Regions from separate parts of the Sus scrofa genome. Here regions 2 and 3 are each linked to region 1. The links are chromatin contacts, called in public HiChIP or PLAC-seq maps. All regions are on one chromosome and are shown on one strand. The core of a region is the stretch at or near the end of the contact, and the rest is flanking DNA. Distances in the headings are between cores, read along the strand shown. Region 1 has its middle 48 kb from the start of NRBF2. Region 2 has its middle 190 kb from the start of JMJD1C. Region 3 has its middle 150 kb from the start of ZNF365.

The links. HiChIP or PLAC-seq counts read pairs in DNA pulled down with a chosen protein or histone mark.
Region 2: an H3K27ac HiChIP or PLAC-seq map of skeletal muscle shows a contact between it and region 1, with 12 times the contacts expected there. The contact joins two enhancer-like sites. A contact is called at or near these places in 9 of 47 Hi-C or Micro-C datasets (adipocytes, embryonic fibroblasts, fetal skeletal muscle and 4 more) and 2 of 2 datasets of contacts at active chromatin or transcription factors (alveolar macrophages and skeletal muscle).
Region 3: an H3K27ac HiChIP or PLAC-seq map of alveolar macrophages shows a contact between it and region 1. The contact joins two enhancer-like sites. A contact is called at or near these places in 1 of 47 Hi-C or Micro-C datasets (embryonic fibroblasts) and 1 of 2 datasets of contacts at active chromatin or transcription factors (alveolar macrophages).

Annotation. Positions count from the first base shown.
Region 1 is chr14:66,636,750-66,639,459 of Sscrofa11.1, forward strand. No RefSeq gene overlaps it. Among named protein-coding and RNA genes, the nearest start is that of NRBF2, 48 kb to the left of the region's middle. Within about 2 kb of position 1,317, at least 19 of the 83 cell types and tissues checked have an H3K27ac peak or open chromatin away from gene starts, as enhancers often do. A contact at or near this core is called in alveolar macrophages, fetal skeletal muscle, skeletal muscle and 1 more, where this site is marked.
Region 2 is chr14:67,158,428-67,161,127 of Sscrofa11.1, forward strand. No RefSeq gene overlaps it. Among named protein-coding and RNA genes, the nearest start is that of JMJD1C, 190 kb to the left of the region's middle. Within about 2 kb of position 1,439, at least 49 of the 83 cell types and tissues checked have an H3K27ac peak or open chromatin away from gene starts, as enhancers often do. A contact at or near this core is called in fetal skeletal muscle, skeletal muscle and subcutaneous adipose tissue, where this site is marked.
Region 3 is chr14:66,005,286-66,008,020 of Sscrofa11.1, forward strand. No RefSeq gene overlaps it. Among named protein-coding and RNA genes, the nearest start is that of ZNF365, 150 kb to the left of the region's middle. Within about 2 kb of position 1,411, at least 3 of the 83 cell types and tissues checked have an H3K27ac peak or open chromatin away from gene starts, as enhancers often do. A contact at or near this core is called in alveolar macrophages, where this site is marked.

The DNA of each region.
Region 1 (2,710 bases), core at 67-2,566:
TTTTTAGGGATTGTAATGGGAAGTTATTGGCTGGCTTTTCCCCTTTACATCTGGAAAAGGTGAGCTAACAAAGTTTTGTAAAACAATTTTCTACAAAAAAAATTACTAGAAAATTTCGGTGAAGAGTTCCCCACACATGCCACATATAGTTTACTCATTTGCAAAGAGACTAGAAGACATAATACATTTATTAGGTTGGCTAAAATTGCAGTTGACAAAGAAAAGCACCTCAGGTTATCAGTGTCTCTGAGGTGTCTGATGTGAAAATAATCTGTACTGCACAAATATGAGGGAGATGAGAGTCCCTTGCCTGTGGTGTATCCTGGAAGGCACCTACTGAATTGTATAGGGATTTGTCACCTTGACATTCACCTCTTATAATGGCAGTACCAGAAGCAGCCCCTACCCCTCTGCTCTTCTAGAACGAGAGTTATGATTTTGAAAGTCACTTCTGAAAGTGTGTTAAGTCTCAGCTGACGTGTCTCTGGAAAAGGGCTGGAAGGCAAATGTGTCCACAATATTTGTTCTGTTCCTTGAAGAGTCCAAATACTGCCACCCTTCTGAAGACTTCCCTAAGGCAGTAAGTATCATAAGTAAGTATTAAACCTTTTCTGTATGTTTTGTACCTTAGTTAACTCTTGAACATAATTTAAACTGTGTGGGTCCATATATGTGGAATCAGAGGGCTGACTGTAAACTTAGGTGTGAATTTTTGACTGCATGGAGGTTGGCACCCCTAACTCCGTGTTGTTCAAGGGTCTGCTGTGCTTATTACATAGTATTTAGCATTGATGGCACAATCCTGAGCTTGCTAAGGATTATTTTTATCATATTACCAGTGCCAAATAAATAAAAAATGCTGAATAAATTATAAAAAAAAAAACCTTTCTCCCAACATCCCCCACATATCCTAACTTTCAAGGCACATGTGGCACCGATCCCTGCATGCCCTTCGTCGTGAACTCCTTCCACTTACTAAACCTGAAGACTTACCTTGGCTCTGTGGTTGTCTGTCCTGTGTTCTACAAAAGTTTGACAGGACCTGCAAGTCAGTTAGCACCCTCATTACTGGGTCCCCTGGCTCACTATACTGGCTCTGTCTGCACTGACCCAGCTATCCAGATCTGTCACTCCTCAAAATGCAGTCCAGCTCTGACCCACACAAGTAACACAGACCCTCCGTGTACCCTCCATTGACCCCAGGGCTGAGGTCTTTTTCAGAGAAAAAACACAGAAAAGACAAGCAGTCTTTCAGTCTTAGCTGCAGCTGGTTGGCTTCGTTACACAGAACTGACTGAAAAGCTTAAGTCAGCTGTGACAATGTCCCCAGCCAAGAAAGGGAAGTCACTTTGTATGCAGCCAAGTGACCCAGAGCTTACTAACATTTCATTTTTGTTTGAAAGTTACTTTGCTTTCACTGCAAGCGCCAGATGAGTTACTGTGAGAGCCAAGTACTTCACATTTTCTGTGTATAAACACATACACAGAGAAAATGTCCCTGCACCTTCCATGTGGTTTCAAGGTGTAAGTATCAAGGTTAATCTAATTAACCTTGATGCATAACCAGGAATGTCATAAATTTTGTAGTTTGGAAAGGTTTGAGCCTGAATCTTAGTCACAGGCCTGGTGGCATAAATCCTTATATCTCGGCTACTTGCTACAGCCCAATTCATAGTGCTTATACCAAACAGCTGTAGGCTTTTTTAATAATTTATTTTCCCACTTCCACGGCTGAAAATCCTGATCTGTTCTGGGCTCTAGAAATAGAACATACTGAATCTATAGTTCTGTATCTATAGTATTTGTTCATCAATACACTTTTCTTCTGAAGCTCACTAATCCTATCCAGATAACATTAAGCCCATATCCCATCTACCAAAGAGAAGTAACAGGAATGATTTGTACGGGTGCTACAATCCTAACCTGCACAGCAGAAGAGAAATGGATTTGAACACATGTAATTCATTCATCAGGAAAAGGAATTCATATTCAGGTCCAAATGACATCAGAATGAATTTAATAGGAAGGACCAAAATATTCAGCACAAGTTTCCCCTTCTAAAGTCTCCTTGATCTTAAAATTTTCAAATTATTCTACATATCCAATACTATTTCACTGTCTGGAGGAAATGGACACATTCAGCTGTCTTCACAAGTAAGGAGCATCTGAGCTAACCAAAAGGACGGAAGGAACAAGGTAAACAGATTAGTAACACACTTCCCCTGCCTTGTAAAAAGTCAATGAATGTCTTCAGTGACACAAACATTATGGTCCTCTCTCTTCACCCCCCCCACCCCCCGTTCCTTACCAAGAATTCAGTCACTAGCACAGCATTCAAACAATGGATAGAATATTCTCATCACACGAGTTTGCTCTGAAAGAAGCCACACTGCCAGGCTTCATCTTCAGCAAGTCTGTCAGGGTTGTAAGAATGGTTTAAAAATGGCTCAAGCAGGAGTTCCCGTCGTGGCGCAGTGGTTAACGGATCCGACTAGGAACCATGAGGTTGCGGGTTCGGTCCCTGCCCTTGCTCAGTGGGTTAACGATCCAGCGTTGCTGTGAGCTGTGGTGTAGGTTGCAGACGCGGCTCGGATCCTGCGTTGCTGTGGTTCTGGCGTAGGCGGTGGCTACAGCTCCGATTTGACCCCTAGCCTGGGAACCTCCATATGCCGCGGGAGCGGCCTAAGAAATAGCAAAAAAAAAAAAAAAA
Region 2 (2,700 bases), core at 189-2,688, 520 kb after region 1:
AAGATCCTTCACATGCTTCACCACTCCTTTCGGAATAAAGTCCAAGGAGTTTTTTTTTTTTTTTCCCAAGACAATCACCATCAGGCCTAACCTAACTTTTTAGTCTTTCTTGGGTCATCTCTACCTTAGATTATGAACTGCAACTGTACCAGACAACCTCCTGTGCTCCAAACATTTCCTGTATCATCACCTCTCAGTGCCGGGAAGACTTCTGCACTGTGCCTCTTCCTGGAATGCATCTTGCTGAGCACTCTGCCCACTAAATTTCCTCATGATCAAAGCCTGCTCATCCTTTGAGTTTTAGCTCAACGGCGACTCTCTCTGGGAAACATTCCCAGCTCTTTAATCCCCATACCCAGCATAATTAATCATCACTGCCTTTGAGTTCCCATAGCACTCAGTTCACACTGCAGCTTAACACCTTGTTAAGCAACATAGCAGTGGCCTCCCCTAGATTATGAGTTTCCTGAGCATTGAGAGCTTGTCTTATTGGTCTTAATGGCTTAAGCCCTACTGGGCTGCTCTCCATAGGACTGATCCTGCTGGCCCCACTGTGGGATCCTGCCCTTTATTCTCATTAGGGAGCTGCCTAAAGGCCAAAGTTTATTGAGAAGTTGTACAAGCCTTTCCCTGGTGATAAGAGAATCTAAAGATGGACTAGGTGCAGCCTTTTGAAATGCTGGAATTTGTGACCAAGCTGGAGAGGCCAAACATGTTTGGTGGGGGACAAGATTAGGAAGAGATCAAACTTAATCTTTTGGAAAAAGTTCCTAGATGGTCAGTGGGACTGGTTGCCTCGGAGAAGAGCCACCGAGCCACTGATACAGAAAATGATCTAGCATATAAAAGGAACAGTATAACGCTTTAAAAAAAAAAAAAAAAAGATTTGCCTTTTTTGACCTTTTCTCAATATAATTGCTGTTAACTTTATTATTAAAGCTGAATGCCCAAGGTATCAGGAAGCACTCCTAAAAATGGCTGCGAATGCTGCCATTCATGGATTTGCCCCCACCATTTGGATATAGTGGTAGAGGATTTCTATTTCCACAGTCATGGTGCCTTGGTTGTTCTAGTTAGAGTACTAATGATGGGCACTTAAATTAGACCATACAGAGTTATGGAAAATCGCCAGCACTTTCATTTTTATCAGGTCAACAAACTTTAGGGGTTTGTAGCTATTCACCTTGACCTCTATGGGTTTTTAGAACAACAATATAATGTCCAGAATGATAAGAACAAGCAGATGATGTGGCTTTTCTGAACATTTATTCAGTCACCTCAGAACACGCCTAAGGTAGGCTGCTGCCAAAGTACACAGGCCACTGGGTGTGAGCCTGCCGGGAGCAGAGACTGGGAGTCTAATAGAGCTGCTGGCACAGTGACAGTCTGCAGGCCCAGTCTGGCCTGCACGGCAGCTGCACAGGCTCCTGGGACCAGAGCCAGCTGGTGGCTCATGGCATTGGTTTCTGGGTCCTGGCTCCACCCCAAGACCAGCCCAAGCTCCTTAGCCCTGAGCTGGCAGCGGCTTTGTTCTGACTCCAAGTTGAAGTTCAGCCCCCTAAGCCAGAAGATGAAGGCAGGCCCTTGCACCCTAATCTATGCCCTCCTCCCAGCCTGACATACAGTCTGCTCCAGGCAGGCCTTAGGGCCAGAGGGAAGGGCTGGTCCTCCAGGTTTAAACTTGGTTAGCTTAAGAACTTTTCTTATTTTTATTTTTTTGCTTTTTAGGCCCACACCCATGGTGGTTCCCAGGCTAGGCGTCTAATTGGAGCTACAGCTGCCAGCCTACACCACAGCCACAGCAACTGGGATCCGAGCCACGTCTGTGACCTACACCACAGCTCAAGGCAATGTCGGATCCTTAACCCACTGAGTGAGGCCAGGGATGGAACCCGCAACCCCTTAGTTCTTAGTCGGATTTGTTTCTGCTGTGCCACGAAGGGAACTCCTAGCGTAAGAATTTTTATAGTGGTGTTGCCCTCTCTGGGAGTCAGGGGTACACATCTGTGTTGCCACCTGTGCACTGGGCCCCAAGTGGGTATAGAGATCACAAAGGATAGAGCAAAAACTTGGCAGGAGATTCCCCTGACCCTGACCAATCCAGGAACATCCAGAAGGCAACTCAAAAACTAGATTTCATAACTGGCCTTATTTTCATAAGAAGTGTCACCCCAGATCAGGGTCTCCTAAAGACAGAATGGGAACAGGAATAGCACAACATTCTCAAAATAAGATGGATTTCAATCTCTATTAGCATGTTTCACAAACGCTCCAAATAAAAACATCCATGCTCTTAGTCTTCTGCCAAGTGTGTCTAAAGCATCTTTAGAACGTTTTGATATCATTAGTGACTGGAATGGGCAATCTAAGTAAAAGCAGAGTGCTTGCTATGCAAATAGGCTGCCTCATCCCCGAGCCATCCAAAGCTCCTCCCCTTCCGTGTGGAACTCTGAAATACAGAGTCTTTACTTGCATGTTCTCCCCTCGTGTTTCAGGCTAACTCTCCCAGATTGTGAGATACACAATAAAGGAGGGGAAATTATTTTCAGTGCTTCCCTTTTACGAACTCTTTTTTTGGAAACCACAACCTCAGATCCCAGCAGAGGTTCCTGGGGGCTTTAAGAACATCAATCAGTTACGCAGCTGGAGGCCAAGGCTTTCCTCAGGGAAGACTTTTTACATAAAACAGATTGTACTTTG
Region 3 (2,735 bases), core at 161-2,660, 630 kb before region 1:
GATCCCCACTGTAGGCTTTCTTAGGCCTGGCAGAAATAAGAGAAATTTTAAATCTCTTTAAGAAAGAAAAATGTGAAAAAAAAAAACTAGTTCCCCTTTGAGAAGGAAATTAGTTTCAATTAAAGGGAAATTATGAAATATGTCAACTGAGACTAAAAATTTTTGTTTTTCAGAAATGATACTATAAAATGCTTATAGGGAAGCTGAATTTACAACTTAGGGATCTAAATCAAGCGGTTGCCTAGACGACTCAATGACTAAGCAAAGGTCCTAAGCATAGCCAAATGTGTTGTGCTCTGTTCTCTAGCATCCAAAGTTGTTATATAGTTTTAAATTAGCACTTATCTTTACCCATCTGATATTTAAACCTCAACATTTAGATAACTGTAGAAAATCATAAATCATGGCTAATGTAGAAGATAATGACTGCTATGAATTGTACCTATTTAAACCACTTTAGATATAACTGAACTTAAAATGAACTCGAGTTTTTTATAAATATTTTCTGTCCTGTCTCTCTTTATTCTGCCATACAAAGTGATTAAAAAACAGCTCTACTGTGATATAATTGACATACCATACAATTCACCCATCTGAAGTATAAAATTCAGTGGCTTTGAGTATATTCTCAGAGTTGTGCATCCATCACCATAATAAATTTTAGTACATTTTTATCATCCTGACAAGAAGTCCTACATCTTTTAGCTGTCACTCTTCAATCTTCCCAACCTCCAGCCCTAGGCAACCACTAATCAGCTTTCTGTCTTGATGGATCTGCCTATCCTAGACATCTCATATAAATGGAATCATATAATATGTGGTGCTTTGTGACTGACTTCTTTCACTTAGCATAACATTTGCAAAGTTTATCCATGTTATAACATGAATAAGTACCTCATTCCTTTTTATAACTGAAAAATATTCCATTGCATGGATGTGCCACATTTTATTTACCCACTCATTAGCTGATGAAAGTCTGTGTTGCTTTCACTTTTTGGCTATTGTGAATAATGCTGCTTTGAATACAGCTGATTTCTGAGACCTGAGAATTACTTGCTTCTTTTTCTCCTTTCTTTAGTCATTTAAAAATAAAAGTGGCTTGAACATTTCGAAATCTGAAACTACCATAGAAAATGTAGGTTATTCTTTGACAACCTTACAGAACTTATTACCCCATTATATTACATATAACTATTGGTAAGCATTTATGTAATGCTGGTCTTTTCCCCCATCTGTGAGCCCCATGAGATGAGGACAAGGGTCAAGTCAAATTTGTTTGTGTCTGTATTCCTGGCACCTTGCACAGTGATTGGCATATATTCAGTATTTCTTGACTGACTAATTTTGCCTAACCCCAACCTCAGATTGGCCTCTCATCTCAAGTTCCCCATTTCTTTAAAGGCTTTACTGTTATCTCAGTAACTTGAGATCCAAATCAGAGTTGTATTTGACGCTTCCCTTTTTCACTTCTTCCTCCACATCTGATCAGTCAGCAATTTTTTGGAAGCTTTTCTCAAAGCAATTCTCAGCATTTGTGTATACATTCTTTTTTCTCGTGCTACCCAACCTAGACCCTCTCATTTGGCCTTCCTGACTTCTTTCTCTCCCACTTAAAAGATATTTTGTAGAGAGTTTTCAAAGTAGTCTTCACAGAAACCAATTACATCACTTCACTTCCCTCTTCATGAACGAACAGTGGTTTCCCATTGGCTACAACTAGAAGCCCTCAACCTAAAGTTGGAAGATTTCTATAACATGATTCCTTAATTATAAGGCAGGTATCTGCTTCAGTTTTTTCTAGCATTCTCTGCTCCTATTTATCAGGACATAGACTGCCTATCTAGCCTATTGGTTACTGCTTCTAGATTATTGGATCAACTGCTTAACATAGTCTAAGAAGGCAAATACCAGCATTTGGAACATATTTTTAACCAGATTTCATCACTATGAAGATATATTTGATTCACTAATGTCAAATTAGTATATTCTAAACCAAAGCATATTTGCCTTGATTTTTCCACATTTTTTCCTAAAAGAGAGTTACTTACAATGTTCTATAGGAAATTCTCTCTATATAGGAACTCCCTGCTTTCCTGTCATAGAGAAGATCATAAATGGATCATTAGCAAATCTCCCACATACTGTGTCTTTTAGAAGCTCATATTTTTCATGGTACTTGCTATGATGCCTTGCATACTTTAAAAGCAACGATACGGAGAAATTTTGATTTTTTTTTCTTAGCAGAGAATTTCTCTCCTCATCCCCCAAGCCAGAAATGTGTGTTTTTGTAGGTGAGTATTTAGATACACCATTTGGGTCTGGAGATGACATCTTTACCCCAAGGGGCATGTTGGGATAACCACAGATAGTTGCTTAACTGCCTTCCAGAGAGCTTTGGCTTGGTTAATTATACCGGCTTTTGCTTTGTTTTGTAGTACGCACCATTTTAGGGTTAGAGCTGAATTGTTTAGGACAGTAACAGAGATTTGAAGAATGGGTTCTGATAAGAAATGGAGACCCAGTAACTGGTATCCAAAAAAAGCTATGGGAGAAAACGGAAAAGGCTAAAAAGGAGTTCACTGAAGTTTTTTTTTCATGTGGTATACAGTTAAAATCCTCTTCCCTGTGTGCTCACAAAAGCTTTAGTAAAATCTGCATTGCTTAGTGAGATCAATCTACTACTTGAAGCTAAGACTATGTTGAGTTAGACCTCAAAATTTGTACCGGGCAATAAC